2 separate regions of the Zea mays genome follow, and region 1 is linked to region 2. Evidence: chromatin contacts called from public Hi-C data. All regions are on one chromosome and are shown on one strand. The core of a region is the stretch at or near the end of the contact, and the rest is flanking DNA. Distances in the headings are between cores, read along the strand shown. Region 1 has its middle 19 kb from the start of LOC103629636. Region 2 holds the start of LOC100280556 (60S ribosomal protein L27-3).

Region 1 (6,441 bases), core at 1,503-4,002, 430 kb before region 2:
ACTTGTAGCCATAGTCTCTAAGGGTTTGCCTCATCTAGAGTAATTGTGCACAACAATGTCCTGCAGCAATATACTCGGCTTCGGTGGTGGATAGAGCTACTGAGTTTTGTTTCTTTGAAGCCCAAGACACCAGAGATCTTAGAAACTGACAAGTCCCTGATGTGCTCTTCCTATCAATTTTACATCCGGCATAATCGGTATCGGAATACCCAATTAGATCAAAGGTAGATCCCTTGGGGTACCAAAGCCCAAATTTAGGAGTGTAAACTAAATATTTCATGATTCTTTTCACGGCCCTAAGGTGAATTTCCTTAGGATTTGCCAAGAACTTGCACACATGCATATTGAAAGTATAATATCCGGCCGTGAAGCACATAAATAGAGTAAAGATCCTATCATCGACCGGTATACCTTTTGATCTACGGATTTACCTCCTGTGTCGAGGTCGAGATGCCCATTTGTTCCCATGGGTGTCTTTATAGGTTTGGCATTATTCATTCCAAACTTCTTGAGTATGTCTTGAATGTACTTAGTTTGGCAGATGAAGGTGCCTTCTTAGAGTTGATTGATTTAGAATCCAAGGAAATACTTCAACTCCCCCATCATAGACATCTCGAATTTCTGTATCATAATCCTACTAAATTCTTCACAAGATGACTTGTTAGTAGACCCAAATATAATATCATCAACATAAATTTGGCATATAAACAAGTCTTTAGCAATTGTTTTAGTGAAGAGAGTAGGGTCAGCTTTTCCAACTTTGAATCCATTAGTGGTAAGAAAGTCTCTCAGGTATTCATATCATGCTCTTGGGGCTTGATTGAGCCCATAAAGCGCCTTTGAGAGCTTATACACATCTGAAGTATACTCACTATCTTCAAAGCCGGGAGGTTGCTCAACATAAACCTCTTCCTTGATAGGGCCATTGAGGAAGGCACTCTTCACGTCCATTTGATATAACTTAAAGCCATGGTAAGTAGCATAGACAAGTAATATACGAATTGACTCAAGCCTAGCTACGAGTGCATATGTTTCATCAAAATCTAAACATTCGACTAGTGAATATCCCTTTGCAACAAGTTAGGCTTTGTTCCTAGTCACCACATCATGCTCATCTTGTTTGTTGCAGAATACCCACTTGGTACTTACAACATTTTGGTTAGGACGTGGAACTAAATGCCATACCTCATTTCTTGTAAAGGCCAAAAATTGGTAGAAGAAAAAATGATAATAATGAAATAAAATAAATAAATAAATTTAAGATTGTGCTTTAGTGATTTTTAAAACCTTTTTGGAGTTCTCATGCTTGTGAATGCTCAAATAAAAGGAAGTAAGCTAGCTAAATAACAAAATAAAAAATATAGAAATATGCATGTCATGCTGGAGGTCTTGTATTGTTGCAATCGTACTCAAATTTTGAGACAAGTTAGGTTCGAAAAGTAGAATTTGAAAATAGAAAGGGAAATAAGAAAAGAGAAGAAAAGGAAAAAGAATATACACTATAAAAATATATATTATAAATAAATAAATAATAGGAGTTATCTTCATATTAGGATTTTTATTGGATATTTGGAAAACTTAAGTTCAAACAGAATTTGGATTTGAATAGGAGTCTTAAACTTGGAAAGGAAAATAAAATCAGAAAAAAGAACAAACGAAACAACCACCTAGGCCGATTTACTTCCCCGTGGCCCATCTACTCCTTATCCCTTTCCGCCCGCGCGACCCACTTCCAAATTTGCCCCGCTCTCACAGCCGGCCGCGCTCCACAGTTGTGGTGTCACCGTCGGGTGGGCCTGATGTCGATCGCCTGGCCGAATTTCTCTAGCGCACCCGTGTCGCCTACACGTGGGCCCCGTCAGCGACGAAACCACGCGCGCGCCTCTGCCTTCGCAGGTTTGTGGGACCGGATGTCAGGACGTTTATTCCCCACGGCTTTCGCCAACAGAAACCGAATCCCGCCCTTCTCCATGGCCGAACTCCACGCGGATGTCGTTGACCTCCCGAATCTGCAGGCTGGGGAAATACGGGTCGGAATCCCGTTGTCCTTAGGCATATAAATCCATGGCCGCACCCCCTTGAACCCAAACCAGGTCACCATGGTGAACACCGAAGTAATGGGGATGTGCCGCCGGTCGCAGTTCCTTGCTGTTGTGCCGCGCGCAGGGTGTTGGCCACCGTGTCCCGGCTCCAACCTCGTCGCCGCACAAACAGCTCCGCGGGCCCTCCTTCCAATCGCGCTCGACCGGATCTCTGGCGCGCCTTCGCCGTGGCCGCCTCTCTCCATCGCTCAGCTGTTGTGGCGCGCCCGTTTGTTTTGGTTCTCTCCGGTGAGGACTTCCTCGTGGATTCGGCCGCGCGATGCATTCCGCTGCGTCAGATGGGGGCAGTGCAGTGTTTGCCACGGCTGCTGCGCAGATTGGGGCCACGGCAGTGGTGGGGCACCCAGGCGCGCAGTCCGCGCTCCTGTTCCTCACCGGCGCCGGGATGACGCGCCCGGCATCCTGATCGGTCGCATTCCTGTTGCACAAGTTCGTCGCCGACGTGGGAGGTCTTCAGTCCACGATGGCCTCGGTTGGGAAATTCTCCGGCAAGGCGCCGACGCATGGGCACCTGCGCCACCGTGAACAACCAGCTGTGGGAGATGATCCAGCGTGAGCCGTCGATCTAACATCGGATGGACTAGATTAGGTCAGTGCTTTTACCTTTGATTCTTTCGATCCGGGCCCTTGGATCATGATCCGATGACCAGGATTTCATACCGATTCGGTGGGATGATGATTTGATCTGGGCCATCAGGTTATGATCCTGTGGCGTAGGTTGTGGATACCCCTTCGCCGCGTACTCTTCACAAAAAGCCCCTCGGCTTTTGCATAATAAAACCTGCCGTCCTTCGCCATGGGAAGACCTTTACACTCGTGTCCCTGCAAATTACAAATACACCCCTGGACTTATATTTTGCTATAAAAGAGGCCATAAAAACTTGTTTAGTCCATAACTTCCCCAATTTAACTTCGATTTGACTCGTTCAAATTACGTTAGTCTCGTAATAATATTACCTACACTTTAGTAAACTTGTTTTACCACCTAACATGTCTTCAAAAATGAATAATTAATTTGGATTAACATGTTTAATCTGAGTTAATATATGATTTTAGTATGGATAAGCTTCTTAAATAGGATTATATTGTAACTTAGATTAAAAGTTGAGTTAGTTATGTCTTTTCCCACATAACTTATATTAAATAAAATATAGTTTTAATATTTAATCACCTATGACTTCGGAAAATCATAATTTTATAACCATAGCTCCAAATTTAGCGATTCTCGAACCCACGATCTCGTAGCAATGCGTAGATTATTATTATGAAGTTGATATTATGTTTTGTGTGATGATAAATTTGCCTATATCCTGTTTGTTTGTATTGCTACGACTAGCGCGGGGTTACGAGTCACCTGAAGAGCAAGTTGGTACCTGGAATCTCAAGTCCTTGTAGGGATGGCAACGGGTTTAAAACCCGCGGGTATAGAGATTACAAACCCGTACCCGCGAGATTAATGTTAAACCCGTACCCGCACCCGCTACCCGCGGGTTTATGGCACCCGCGCGCGGGCACAGTCATATAATAAATATTTATTAAACTGATAGCACATAATAATAAACATTTATTAAACTGATAAAAACATGTACCGATCTTAGCCAAAAGTTCACTGGCGCCTGTAGTCTTCTTTTATATCATTTGATTGGCTCTGCTCGCTCAAAGCTTTCGGAGTGGCACACACGCGGGTATGCGGGTTTGCGGGCACGGGTACAACATTTTCATACCCACGATAAAAAAACTCGTCGGGTTGAGAATCAAAACCGTACCCGTACCCACGGGTACAAACTCACACCCAAGCCCACACCCTATAAGGTTTTTACCCGTGGGCACGCGGGTAAAATGTGCCCGTTGCCATCCCTAAGTCCCAGGCAAGTTGTGCCCTTAATCACTTCTTTTAACCAGTCATGTTCTGATTAATCATAATGATCCGCATAGGTTAATTTTGATGGGACCCAATAGGTTACCCTAGTTTGACTATCTTTATGCCTTGTTTACCACTGAATTTTTGGGTAGTACCTGCTATTTATTTATGTGGTTTTGGGTATAGAGATACACATTATTCATGATTATAATTTTATTATCAATTGTTATTTATTGTTCATGTTAAGATCATTATGTTAATTGGAACATGGAGCGACCACCCGGGAAAACAGTGCTACCACAAGGGTGGTATGGGACGCCCTTGGCTGACTAATTAGGAAACCTAGTGGAGGACTACCTTACCCGAAAGGGGCAAGGCAGTAGGGGAGTGGTCAGTGTAGGGAGGCCCTTGGGTTGATCTTGCTGCGATGGCGGTCAGGTGAGGGGTCCCTGCATTGGAGCTTCCTAGAAACTGTAGCGGGTTTTCTGAAGCTAGTGGAACTTTGTAAAGGCCTCGTAGTGTTACCCTTCCTCACCTCCTCGGTACATGTGTATGGGAGTGGCCTTCTCTTGGCATATGGGTAACATGACTTTTGGGTAAAGATGTGTAGCCTCTGCAGAGTGTAAAACTGGTATATCAGCCGTGCTCACGGTCATGAGCAGCTCGGACCCTCACATGATTAATTTATGGAACTAAATTCAATTTGTCATATGCATTGCATTGAGGGTGTTGTTATCACTTTTGTTCTACTACTTAATTGGGTTGGTATTTACTTATACTTAGTAATTGCTAATAAAATTTTGACCAACTTTAAAAGCAATGCTCAGCTCTAACCATCCTCTTTGTTAAGCCTTACACTTCACATGAGCTCCCACCTTTGGCGAGTTCATGCACATTATTTCCCACAACTTGTTGAGCGATGAACGTATGTGAGCTCACTCTTGCTATCTCACACCCCCCTCACAGGTCAAGAACAGGTACCGTAGGATGAGGCGCATGGAGGATGCTATGATGAGTTCCTGAGTGGTCTAGGCCGTCGTCTCCCAGTCAACTTTTGGTTGCTGGATCGTTGTCTCCTTATGATGTAATTATTTATTTATTTTATACAGAACATCTATTATATAGTAAATATGTGACATTCGTTTATGTACCACTATTCATCATATGTGTGAGACTTGGTCCCAGCACACCTGGTGTTTATTTCGCGCCCGAGTTTTGGACCCCTAAAACCCGGGTGTGACATTTCTCGTGAAGTTGTTGAGCTCCTCTTGTATTGCCACCACCCAATCCAGATCCCTTAGTATGTCCTATATCCTGTATGGCTCAATGGAAGACACAAAAGAGTAATGTTCACTGAAATGAGCAACTCGAGATCTAATGGTTACCCCTTGTGAATGTCACCAAGTATGGAGTTGACGGGGTGATCTCTTTGAATTGCTTGGTGCACTCTTGGGTGTGGTGGTCTTTGATCCTGAATCTCTTGATCATCTTCCTTGTCTTGGTCATCTTCATCTCTTCCTTGATCAATGTCCTCCTCTTGAGGTGGCTCATCGTCTTGGTCTTCATCCTCTTTTTCTTGAGCCATTTCTTCATCTTGAGTTGGTGGAGATGCTTGTATGGAAGATGATGGTTGATCTTGTGCTTGTGAAGGCTCTTCGGATTCTTTTGGACATACATCCCCAACGGACATGTTCCTTAGCGCGACGCATGGAGCTTCTTCATCATCTAATTCATCAAGATCAACTTGCTCTACTTGAGAACCATTAGTCTCATCAAACACAATGTCACAAGAAACTTCAACTAATCCAGTGGACTTGTTGAAGACTCTATATGCCCTTATGTTCGAGTCATAACCAAGTAAAAAGCCTTCTACTGCTTTAGGAGCAAATTTAGAATTTCTACCTCTCTTAATAAGAATAAAGCATTTGCTACCAAAAACTCTAAAATAAGAAACATTGGTTCTTGTGTGGATGATGAGCTCCAACTTGCTTCCTTGCTTGACATGCGCTACAAATCCTGTCTTTCTCAAAATGAACATTTTTTAGTCCTAAAATGTGTTCTCCCTTTAGAAGTTTGTAAAGATTCTTCATCCCAACATGGGCAAGTCAGCGATGCCAGAGCCAGCCCATATTAGTCTTAGCAATTAAGCAAGTGTCTAGTTCAGCGTTGTTATCATTGAAATCAATAAAATATAGCTGACCATCTAACACTCCCTTAAAAGCTATTGAATCATTATTTCTTCTAAAGATGGTAACACCAACATCAGTAAAAAGACAGTTGTAACCCATTTTGCATAATTGAGAAACATAAAACAAGTTGTAATCTAAAGAATCTACAAGAAAAACATTAGAAATGGAATGACCAGGAGATATAGCAACTTTACCCAATCCTTTGACCAAACCTTGATTTCCATCCCCGAATGTGATTGCTCTTTTATGATCCTCATTTTTCTCATATGAGGAGAACATCATTTTCTCC
Region 2 (6,411 bases), core at 2,883-5,382:
ATATGATTCATAACTTTATTGTAATATGACAACCAAAGTTTAAAAGAGACAAAGATTATAAGATAAAATATTTGTTGAATGATCAATCAATGACATGAGATGTCAAACCTAATTCGCTTGCAGACGTTGATATCTAAACATCACCCTTTTATGATTTATCTTATCATCTGGCTGGACAGCTTCGGATCGACCACTTTACTTGTCTCTGCCATAGCCCAACAACCAAAGTCGAGAGAAGGTGATCATGCGAAGCAACAGAATGAGTCCCAACAGCCCAACAACATCGATTATCAGAATCACATGTCACAGCCACAACGTCCGCATAGACTACAAAATTAGATCCAAATATGACTAACTTTATTATTTTGTTATTGTTACTGTAACACTACTTTAGTTCAATATATTAATTAGCTAGAAAATAGATTCATGTACTAAGATAATTTATAAAGAACTAGAATTCTTATTCCATGCAAGTGTTTAAGTTTAATAACATTATACAATGTTTTTTCACCATATATTATTGATGAATTGGTCGGCCCCCTTTATACTGTAATCTTGGTTCCGCCCCTGGGCACTACCATGGTGCAATCTCGCTGCTGGCTGCAGATTCCATCAGGGATGACTCCATCCTTCATCAGAGATGAACTAGCTACTGAAGGGAAGACCAAGTATGGTTGATTCGATGTTTGTAGCAGGTTTGCATGTCCTGATACCTGCCATGCCTAAACTACGACTTTCTCTACGTACGTACGTTTATGTGGTCGATGGAAACACCGCGTTCAGAAACTACAGCTACAAACAGCTTGGTGCTGCTGATGGGTGGAAGCAGAAGAGGATGAGAAGCAACCAGCTTGCACTGATTCCACGGTCCTCCTGGGAGCTCTACAGCTACAAGGAAATCGGAGGGCAGGGGCAACGGAAACTTCGAACTGAGTCCCAGCAGTTAAAAGATTGACGGGGCTGCACTGAATGGAGGAACGACACAACAAGACTAATGAGCGCAGAGATTTTCAGAGGTGTAGATAACGCAGATTGAATTGAAGGTGAGGCATGTGGGGTCGTTGATAATGAACATGAAGCGCAAGATGGACGAGGGAGGACTGACGCTATTGCTGTTACTACAACTACAAGGCCATGCCTGACAGATGGATCGTATGCACTACTGCTTCTGATTTGCGAGGTCCATGGATGAGTCTTTGCTATAACTACACATATGCTCTACATGTAGATTTATTTACACTGTGGAATTGAAAAAACTCAGCAATGGTCGTCTGCCTTCAATGGAATAGATAGTAGTTGCCTGGCCATCAGCTGCCTGGAGCTAGCTTCGAGTACCAACAGAGTGGTAATTTGTTTTGTGGCCAACGAATGGACATACAACCGAATCAGCACGTGAACTGATGGCTACAATCAGTACTACATCTGCCCTTACACATGCCATGACTCATCGTCTCTTCCAGACTTGGCCCAAAGGAATAGTATTTGGCTGAGGGTTTCGAACCAAGTGCTAGAGGAGGCTTGAAGAAGATGAACAACTGTTTGTTGGAGGAAGAAGAAACATCGGGAACGAAATGATCTTGTTGATGGTGTCCATAGCTGCCATAAAAAATCAAATATCTTAATCAACTCATCTAATTAAATCCTCCAATCAACTCTCATAATTAAATCTCTTGGTTTATGCATGGCTGCATGGACGTGGGAGACTGTTGGTTAGTAGTGAATCAACATCTACACTATATCTAAACACTATTTTATGTTTAAATTTGAGGATTTTTACAATCATGAATACAACACATTAGAATTATTAATGCGTCTCTCACGTTGCCTCGATATTTACGTCAAAAGCGAGAATTTTTTTTGCTCAAACTTGAAGATTTTTACGCTCGATCCTAGAGTACGTCCACTAGCGTCCCACATACATATATTTCCATATGCACAATAAAAGGGAATCCTATAATTTATAATATCCATAACTGTCATACAAAATCATCTTGTGCCTTACAACATATTCCTATCAAAGATTGACTTTCCCATTTCTCCTTGTGCCTTAGAACATAGCAATGAGCAACCACTACAGACACCTATAGGCGGATGTTCAACAATAATCTCTATGTTTGGTGTACTTAGGAAATATTACTTACAAGCTTTTTCTAAAAAATACTACTACTCAATAAACTTATGAACAAAAGCAGAGAATTATTTTTTCCTCATGTAACAAGCTAAGGTACGATTAACCTGAATTTTGTTTCTCATAAAGTCCAGAGTTAAATATAATGATAAACTGGGAATTGTGAGAATAGGTGGTGGTTGTGACTTGGAAGCAAACATAATACAAAGCAAGACTACATATCCACTCCTATATCAGATATCACTAATTTTCTAAAAAAATTATTTTATTTCCCAGCAACTGTCAAGGCAGATGTGAGCTAGGAGACCGAGAGCAAGCGTGCGAGGGACAACATCTCGCCTAGGCATGGTCGACGACATAACCACGTCTCAGTCATGTTGCTAGTTTGGAATTGTATCAATCACGAGCATCACTCCCGCATTGATTAGAGATGAAAGGTGCTGATGGAAAAGCTAAATTTGGTTGGTACAATGTTTGCAGTAATCTTGCATGTCTTTGTCCCGATCCCTCTCATGCCTAACTTCCCCTACATCTTTGTTTGTGGTTGATGGAATCATCACGTTCTGAAACTATGGCTACAAGCTAGCCGCTGGGTGCTGGTGATGGTGGAAGCTCCTCTACACCTACAAGCGAATGGGAGGGCAACGGAAACTTCGAACTGTAGTCCCAGCACTTAAAAGATTGACGGGAACTGCACTGAATGGGGAACGACAGGCAAGCAGAAGATCCAGGTTATATTAGGTAGTGTTTGGTTCAAGAGTTTAACAGGATGGAGTCATTCTATTCCAGTGTTGAAGTTGTTTGGTTCGATTCCAAATGAATAGAGCCACTCCAATTTAAGAATATTCCTTGTAGATGTTGTATCTGGTGGCTCCGTAAAATCGACCGAACCTAAGACCAACTCCAGCAGCACTGGCTATCCCACTCCGTATCCCTATTATACACGCTCTAAGTCACTATTTCACTCTCCAGCAGCCTCCGCATCCGTCTCCGCAAAACACACGCCGTGTACCTGCACTCCCCTTTTCCACGGTTTCTCTCTCCTCTCCGCACAAGACTGCATGCGCCCCCTCCTGCTCGCGGGCCCCAGTTGTCATAGACTGCATGCGGAGTGCAAATACGGAGTCTGCTGGAAACGGGGACGGATACGGAGAGGAGAGAGAAACTGTTGGCCGTGTTAAATACGGATACGGAGAGGGAGTCTGCTGGAGTTGGTCTAACGGCTCCTGAGCGCCTCGCTCCTCACTGGTTCCTTGCTCCGTGTGCGGCAATGAAGAAAGGCATAAGGGATGCTCGGATGAATAGTGATAAATAGTGCACTTTAATCTTGGCCGGATGTTTGAAATTTTATAGAAATTCACGCTTAAATAAAAAGTTCTGTTTTGTTGAACTCTAGAACCAAACACAGGATCTAGCCGCTCTGTTCTACTTAACCTTAAAACCAAACAAAAAATAGAGCGACTCTATTCTAACTGCCAACAACATAGAACAGAGTCATTATATCCTTAAAATCTGAAACAGAGCCCCTCCGTCCAAATAGTCTCTAGAACCAAACGCTACCTTAAGGGCTGGTTTGGTCCCCTCCAATAGAGTAGCAGGGCAGTAATGAGGGCAGAGATTTTACAGAGGTGTAGTGTAGTGAATGGAGCAGAGCTTCGCGCGTACGAACAGAGTGGTAATTTGTTTTGTGACCAACCAATGAACAAATGAACAGACAACAGAATGCAGGGGCTAACGAACCAAATTAAACTTGTTAAGTTCGCAGTACGTGAACTGATGGTACTAAAGCTGCCCTTACACATGCCATGGCTCGTCATCTCTTCTAGAACTGGTCCAGAAGAATAGTTTTTGAAGAAGATGAACAACTGTTTGGAGGAACGAAATGATTGTCACCTGTAAAAGTAAGTTAATGAAAAAAACAGTAGGGGTTCAAGTTGGGCCTCCACCCAGATGACAGCCTCGGATCGGACCCAAATCCGACCCATCACCACGACCTCTGAAGCCCGAGCGCGGCACCACCGTCCGATCCTGGATCCAACAGCCGAAACCCAGCCTCCAGAAACCCTAGTGCCGCCATCCTATATAACGCTCCCCGCCTCCCGCGCGCTCCGATTTGACCCATCTCCCAACCCCTACACTCCCGGCGGCGGCGCAGGAGCAGCAGCACCAGCACCCGAGGATGGTGAAGTTCCTCAAGCCCGGCAAGGCCGTGATCCTCCTGCAGGGCCGGTTCGCCGGCAGGAAGGCGGTGATCGTGCGCGTGTTCGAGGAGGGCACCCGCGACCGCCCCTACGGCCACTGCCTCGTCGCCGGCCTCGCCAAGTACCCCAAGAAGGTGGTCCGCAGGGACTCGGCCAAGAAGACGGCGAAGAAGTCGCGCGTCAAGTGCTTCATCAAGCTCGTCAACTTCACCCACCTCATGCCCACCCGCTACACCCTCGACGTCGACTTCAAGGACGTGGCCACCGGCGGGCCCGACGCGCTCTCCACCCGCGACAAGAAGGTCGCCGCATGCAAGGCCGCCAAGGCGCGCCTCGAGGAGAGGTTCAAGACCGGCAAGAACAGGTGGTTCTTTACCAAGCTCCGCTTCTAGATGGTCGGCGTCCCGAATGGTGACCGTCGGTTTCTTGTATGGGACACACTCCAAGCCATGTCTCTTTTCGTATTGCCATGAAGACTTCTTCGTGTTTAGTCCTGGGGCTCTCAGGTATATTGTGCGTGTGTACTTCGAATGTTTGGTCTTGGAGTCCTACTGAATTGATGAATGTTCAATTTATGTCTTCAGGATTAACAGCGAATATCATTTACAATCTTATTTATCCCATTGGTTAGTTTGTAAACTTTTAATATTGAGTTGATCGTGAACTGTTATAGTAGCCTATGAAAGTAATGCCATTGCTGATACTTCTAGGGAAAATCTTGCTTCACTCTATTTGCCCACTCAAATAGTCATTTGTCCGCTCAAATAGGCATTCTAGGACATTGTTACATGAGTCTCCTGCTTTCCATTATCGATTAGGGCTGATTTGGTGACCCGGGATCACGGAAGGATTAGAGGGAATTGAGGAAGAAATTAGGATTGGAGGGGATTGACAGAGAAATTAACTAACCCTCAATCTCCTCCAATCCTCCCGTGATCCCTTGTCATCAAATCAACCCTTATAGCAAGAATTTCTCTCCTGGTGTAGTCATCACTGCAGAGTTTAGTAGAACATATGAAAAATAATCTCAACCGTGACATTCCTGCCTCATCCCACTGTTGAGAGCAATCCATCTGCATCCCAGAAACATGATCCAAGTCCAAGATAGTTTGGGACCCCCAACAGAAGATAAATATCTTCCATGGGTGCTATTAATTATTACTACGCAATGAAAATAAAATCATATATCTGAGTAATGAATGGAAGAATTAAGAAGTGGCGCAAGCGAGGAAGCCAAGAAATTAAACACCACATATATGGTTGAGAATAATGGTTTCCCTTTTCTCCGTTCTTTTAAGTCTAATCTACCTTTGAGTCTGTGGATTGAAATTGTATTCTGTTGCCGTTACATCGAAGTAAATAATGCAAATTTAGGGGGAAAACAAAATGATTAACAACAAGCAAGCTGCACTCATTTTAGCCAACCAGCCAGCCGAACGGCTTCAGAACCGCGGCATGACACATGATTGAAACAAGCAAGCTGCACTCATTTTGCTCCTAGTCCTAGAGAAAATTATCAATGGTACACATATGATATTATTACATATATAAACAAGTCGAGAAGTAAGAAACACCTAATCGTTTTCTATAGCTTTCTACAACAATACATAATCATTTGTATAACATTCTACAACGTTATCTAATCATCTGGGTAGTTTCTAATAATATAATAACTATGAACTCTTAATCAAGGTGAAAACTATTTTTAATAGATTGAAATAAAGAAAAAGGTTTTATTTTTATTTGCACTTAAAACAAGACTACTCAATAGAAATGGCGTCGGGCGTTACATGGACAATAAACAACATGAACAACTAGAGGAACGGTAGAGAGGTTGGCCTGTAGGGGTGGATAACGAGCCAGCTCGTCCCAGTTCAAGCTGGCTCGTTAAGCTAACGAGTTAGCTCGGCTCGTTAAGGTAACGAGCCACAGAGTCAGCTCGGCTCGGCTCTTTTACGATCTCGAGCTGGCTCGTTTAGCTTGCGAGCCAGAGCAGGAAAAAAAAATAAAATGTACATAATAATTATTTTAGTTAATTTCAAACTAATTTAACAATAAAAAATAGTAATTATACTCATAGTT

The links. A called contact is a pair of places that touch in the nucleus more often than the background predicts.
Region 1: a Hi-C map of ear shows a contact between it and region 2, with 2.3 times the contacts expected there. The contact joins the enhancer-like site here to the promoter of LOC100280556 in region 2. A contact is called at or near these places in 4 of 25 Hi-C or Micro-C datasets (ear, endosperm, leaf and 1 more).

The regions. Positions count from the first base shown.
Region 1 is chr6:100,594,467-100,600,907 of Zm-B73-REFERENCE-NAM-5.0, reverse strand. No RefSeq gene overlaps it. Among protein-coding and RNA genes, the nearest start is that of LOC103629636, 19 kb to the right of the region's middle. Within about 2 kb of position 2,752, at least 20 of the 20 cell types and tissues checked have an H3K27ac peak or open chromatin away from gene starts, as enhancers often do. A contact at or near this core is called in ear, endosperm, leaf and 1 more, where this site is marked.
Region 2 is chr6:100,167,885-100,174,295 of Zm-B73-REFERENCE-NAM-5.0, reverse strand. LOC100280556 (60S ribosomal protein L27-3) reads left to right here and starts at 4,132. Exons shown (of 1, transcript XM_020539317.2): 1 at 4,132-5,004. The coding sequence starts at 4,308. The coding sequence ends at 4,721.